Linked DNA regions of Mus musculus: region 1 is linked to region 2. A link is a contact called in public promoter capture Hi-C data. All regions are on one chromosome and are shown on one strand. The core of a region is the stretch at or near the end of the contact, and the rest is flanking DNA. Distances in the headings are between cores, read along the strand shown. Region 1 holds the start of Nip7 (NIP7, nucleolar pre-rRNA processing protein). Region 2 holds the start of Usb1 (U6 snRNA biogenesis 1).

What was found. Promoter capture Hi-C pulls out the DNA fragments that hold promoters and counts their contacts.
Region 1: a promoter capture Hi-C map of pre-B cells shows a contact between it and region 2. The contact joins the promoter of Nip7 here to the promoter of Usb1 in region 2.

Annotation. Positions count from the first base shown.
Region 1 is chr8:107,055,537-107,058,236 of GRCm38.p6, reverse strand. Nip7 (NIP7, nucleolar pre-rRNA processing protein) reads right to left here and starts at 1,360. Exons shown (of 5, transcript NM_025391.2): 1 at 1,247-1,360; 2 at 1,058-1,144; 3 at 826-964; 4 at 50-190. The coding sequence starts at 1,302. It overlaps Cog8 (component of oligomeric golgi complex 8), which reads left to right and starts at 1,500. Exons shown (of 5, transcript NM_139229.4): 1 at 1,500-1,976. The coding sequence starts at 1,582.
Region 2 is chr8:95,330,848-95,333,547 of GRCm38.p6, reverse strand. It overlaps Usb1 (U6 snRNA biogenesis 1), which reads right to left and starts at 1,264. Exons shown (of 7, transcript NM_133954.2): 1 at 1,083-1,264; 2 at 14-180. The coding sequence starts at 1,186. It overlaps Zfp319 (zinc finger protein 319), which reads left to right and starts at 1,737. Exons shown (of 2, transcript NM_024467.4): 1 at 1,737-2,027.

The sequences.
Region 1 (2,700 bases), core at 111-2,610, about 12 Mb before region 2:
AGTGGGTACCTGGCATTTGCCGTGATGGATGGCTACCGTGGCTACTCACCAGAGGAATGTCCGCCATGGAATAGACAACCACTCCCTGGTACTGAGATGTGTTCTCAGTAATTCGACCCAGACCGGATTTCAACACATGGTTTCCATACAAGAAGGACTGCTCTGCTCCCGGCTTTACCCACACTTTATACTGAAAGAGAGTTAAAAGCCAAGACACAAGGATGTTGGGCTATATCCCTAAATGCGGATTAGCAGCTGCTTCCGAGTTTAAGGAGAGGTGGGGAACCTTTAAGTTGTTTGGACCCCCCCCCCACTTTTTTGTTTTTGTTTGTTTGTGGGTTTTTTGTTTTTTTTTGAGACAGTGTTTCTCTGTGTAGCCCTGGCTGTCCTCGAACTCAGAAGTCCGCCTGTCTCTGCCTCCCAAGTGCTGGGATACCCCAATTTTTGATCTTTCACCATGGAGTTCCTTCCTCAACCTAACATCGAAATTCAACCTTACATCGAAATGCTCACATAATCAGCAATTTCCTTTTTTTTTCCCCTTGGACCCTAGGATCACCCTCACCACTGGCACTTGTGTCTTCGTCTCTGCTTTCTGAGATCCAGCTGACACGGTGGAGGCCTGTTTTCCTGTAGACAACTAGGCTATGCAGCTCCATGGCCATAACCCTTCCTAAACGTGTCCAAGCAGCAATATCGACAAACAACTTCTTAGGCTGACGCTGTCCAGAAACTCGTTGGAAAGAATCTGTGCTCTGACCTGGCCGCCGTCACCCGGGACTTCATCCCGGATGGCAACCTGGAGACCAGGCCCCCACAACGTACCTTGGCATAGGGGGCCAGGTAATCCAGAGCTGTCACGTGCAAGCGGAACTTGTGGGTCTTGGTAAACTTCCCAAAACACGTCCCCAGCGACACGAGCTTGTCTCCGGAGATGTTGGCGGCCAGCTTCAGCATCATCTCACTACAGGGGCGCGGGAGGAAGGTACCCGGTGACGACCAGGGATGGATGCACGCCTCCAGCCCGCCACGCAGTGGGCAGCACGCCCCACCTCACCTCACATAGTACACTCGGTCGTTGTGCAGCCGGAAACAGTACGTGCCGTCGGGTCTGTCCACTAGGAGTTGAAGGTTCTCTCCGATGCTGAGGGCAACAAGACCAGCGTCTGAGCCGGGACCGTCCCGCCCCGGAGCCGCATCCCCACTCCCCGCACGCCCGTCCCTCATCCGCCTCTCCAGTTCTTACTACTTCGCGATCTTCTCAAACATGACCCGGGTCTCTTCTTCAGTCAAGGGCCTCATCTTGCCGCTTGCTTGGCTCCCGGGAATCCTCGTGCCTGGAGAGCCGGAAGCGGAAGTCACTTTCCCACCCGCCCACTTCCTGGGGTCCACGAACGCGTGTCTCTCTAGCCTAATTCTCCGTGATCTTTGCGCAGCCGCCGCCTACCGTGGCGGACTTCCGGGGACCGAAAGCCGGCTAGATGAGAAACCATAGAGACGGGAAATGTTTCCCCCAATCGTTTCCGTTTCCCAGGAGCGAAACCGGCTCTGAAGAGGAAGTGACGGTACCGTGCTTGAGAGATGGCGGCCGCTCTCCCTCTCCAGCCCTCCACGACCGCTTCGGCCACGACGACAGCCACGGCCGTCGCGCTGGGGGAGGTGGAAGATGAGGGCCTCCTGGCGTCGCTATTCCGGGACCGCTTCCCCGAAGCTCAGTGGCGTGAGAAGCCCGACGTGGGCCGCTACCTCCGGGAGCTGAGCGGCTCCGGGCTGGACCGGCTGCGGCGCGAACCCGAGCGCTTGGCGGAAGAGCGGGCCCAGCGGCTGCAGCAGACGCGCGACCTGGCTTTCGCCAACTACAAGACGTTCATTCGCGGGGCCGAGTGCACCGAGCGCATCCACCGGCTCTTCGGCGACGTGGAGGCGTCCCTCGGGCGCCTGCTCGACCGTCTGCCCCGCTTCCAGCAGAGCTGCAGGTGCGGCTGGCCTGATGGGGACGGGCGCGTCATTGTATCTGCCAGGACGCTATCGTCATGACCCAAGCGTAGTGTACAGGGCTCTCTCCTGATTGCCTTGTTAATCCACTTAAACTTCACAGCAGCCATCTAGGTAGGTAGCGTCATTATTTTACAGACGAGGAAGTCGAAGTGAAGTGACTTGTCCAAGAACACAGCTAGTAAGTTTCCAAGAATTGGAAGCTAGGAGTCCACTACTCCCTCATAGGCTGTTGTTTAAATAATAAACATTCAGCCAGTCTTATTGACACTTGTGATCCCAGTATTCGAGTCACAGAGTCATCATCCTAGTCTGAGTATTGAATTCATGGACAGCCTGAGCTACATGAGACATTCAAACAAACTAAAAAATGTATGCATCCGGGCGGTGGTGGCGCACGCCTTTAATCCCAGCACTTGGGAGGCAGAGGCAGGCGGGTTTCTGAGTTCAAGGCCAGCCTGGTCTACAGAGTGAGTTCCAGGACAGCCAGAGCTATGCAGAGAAACCTTGTCTCGAAAAACCAAAAATAAATAAATAAATAAAATTATGCAAGGCAGTTCATTGAGCCTGACATAGTTAACCCTATATAAATGTGGGCTGGAGGTGCTCAGCTTCAAAATGTCCATCGATAGGAAGCTGACAGATCCTATTTGTCATTGTAGGTTGTCAAAAAGCATTTCCTTTTTAAGCTATGTTACATTTCTA
Region 2 (2,700 bases), core at 15-2,514:
GTCAGTGACTCACACGGTATGTAGATGTGGGTGGCCCAGTTGCCCCGCTCATGGGGAAAGGTTCGGATTCGACCGCCATGCTTTGCACTGTCGTCCTCAGGCCCTTCCTCTGTGCTGGGGAACATACTTAGCACACTGTCAGGCACTGGAAGCTTCTCACTGGGAACGGGGTTCTGGCCACTGCAAAAGAAGAACACACATTTATCCTCATTGATACCCCTTTGAACAACGGTAGTTCTAAGCTGTTATGCACAGTGATTCTTACCCACACCAGTCTTGCCATGTTGGCCTCGAACTTGATCCTCCTCCCTCAGCCACAATGGCTGAGTGTTCATTTCCAGGAAGGGGTTGAGCTTCTACTAAAGAACCATAGCTTTCTAGAACTGCTTAAGTTTCCTAGCTGGGAAGGCAGACCTCAGCTGGCTCTTGGTCCCCATGGAAACATTTCAGCAGGTAGCAGTGTGGCTTGGAGGTCCCTATTAGATAGTTGGACAGGCCTGAACTCAAGTAGCTCTGTGATCTTGGCTTACATTAATTTCCTCACGTGTAGAGCATATTTTTACTTGCTAGAGCTCTTGTGCAATGAACCGACACACTACAGTCAGCAAAGACCAGTATTTAAGAACCTCGAAGATTTAAGCCTCTTGGCGCATGAGATTTTCATGGGTTTTTCAACAGGCTGGTGTCTCCAGTCTACCGTGTGGCTCACGGTGGCTATTCATTAACCATTTACTAGACGAACGAAAAGCTTGGGTTATTATTGCATAGTGTTCAAACGAGGAAACATCTGGGAAGAAACATAGTTGCTTTCCAAAAGAGAAAAAAAAAAAAAAAAAACGCACCAACGGAGAGGGCTGGACTTGAACCCGTGTCCTCACTCCCAACTTTGCCTTAGCCAGGGTGTGTGTGTGGTAGTGCCATTCCAGGGCTTTGTCCAGGGTGTGTCCTGAATCCTTTCCCTCGACATCCCTTTTTCTCTTACCGGGGAACTGACCCACCCTCTTGGTTCCCCGGGAGGCTCGGGTCCCACTAGGGTTTCAAAAGAATCTACGCTCGAGAGAGAAAAATTCCTCGATCCTCACCAACGGTGGAAGCCAGTACCCGGTTTGCTCCGCCCCGCGGCGACAGCCTCCGCTTCATCCTCTGAACCGCTGCTGCTGTAGCCCACCAGGGGCGCCGAGCTCATGGGGCCTCGACCACAAGCCGTGTCCACCGACAACCTGATCCGACGCCCGGAGTTCCTCTGAGCCGGAAGTGCTCTGTGGGGGGCGGGACCTAGAGTAGCTCCACCTCGGGGCGGGGCCTGGCGACCCGGGGGGCGAAGCCCAGTGGAGCTTAGGACGGACGGCGGCCACCGCCTGTGCGGTAAAGGCTGTAGGAGGCGGCCTTCCGGATCACTCCGTCGCCCCAGTGTGGGTTCCACAGGTCTGCGGGTCTGTTTGCCAGACTTGCAAAAAGTTGGAGTCTCAGGATCCCTCTTGAGAGCGAGCTGAGCCGCAGGTCAGCTGCAGAAGACCGGAGAGTCAGGTGGGGCTGCGGCGAGCCGGGGATGAGGATCCCGGCTCCTCCGCGACCGTAGGCTCCGGCGAGCGGATCCCGAGGCTCCAGCCCCGCCCCTCCGTACCCACAGGCTCGGGCCAGCGGGGCCGCGGGTCCCCGACAGGGGGCGGCCTCGCTCCGCGCCGCGGGCTTCTCGGCAGCCGCCGCCCCGGCTGCCGCTCCTCCCCCGGCCCCGCCTACCCGGCCTCGCGCCGACCCTCTGTCCGCCGGTCTCTGCAAGACCCGTCGGTCTGTCCGCTCGCCCGTCCGTCCGCTGCCCCGGTCCCGCTAACCCGAGTGCGCGGGTCGATTCGTCGGTTCCGGCTGCTGCAAACCTGTCTCCCGACTCCGCGCTGCCTGCCTCTGCTACGCGAGGCCCGGGGATTGGCAGGACGCGTAGGCCGCGCCGCGGCGGATGGAGCCGGAATAAAGAGGCGGCAGAGAAAGCAGCTGGTCTTCGCTTGTCCCGCGCCTGACCCCTGGAGCAGGTGAGTGGCAGGGCACCCGGGACTGCATCTGGGGGCCACTCCAGTAGCCCCTGCACCCAGGGAGAGCCTCCTGAGCTCCGAGGCGATCCAGGCTGGGCCTGGAAGTACAGTTGCTTCCCGGGCACCGTTTGAGGCTCTGGGGCCTTCCTCGGCCGGAACCACCCCCTTTTCGGGACGCAGTGGCTGGGCCATCCGGAGCAGGAGCTGACAGCAGGCAGCCCAGCTGGGCCTGATGGGAGGAGATCAGCTTTCATTCGGTGACTCTGAGAGGAAAAAGGGCTAGGGTGGGGCGCGGGTGGGGGCTTCTCTTTGCCTTTCCTCTCCACTTCTCTCTCCAGCTCTTGTGCAGTGAGCTAAGAGTGTTCCTGGCTTCTCCTTACTGGAGAAGGGTCAGGGTAGGCAGTGGGGTTGCTCTAGGAGGTGGGGAGTGGGGGCGGCTGATGGGGCTGGCAGCCATTCATACCAGGAAAAATAACACACAGTTGGATTAGTACAGCTAGATCAGACAGTGTTCCGTGCAGTCCACCGCTCCTCTCTACCTTAGGAACGCTAAAATGGCCAGCTGTGGTTGGTTGGTCGTACTCCTAGGTACTACCCCAAATCAGCAGCCTCTTTATTCCCTCCCTTCCCAGAAGATGCTGAGGGTGACAACTTTTAGCTTGATTCTTAGGTT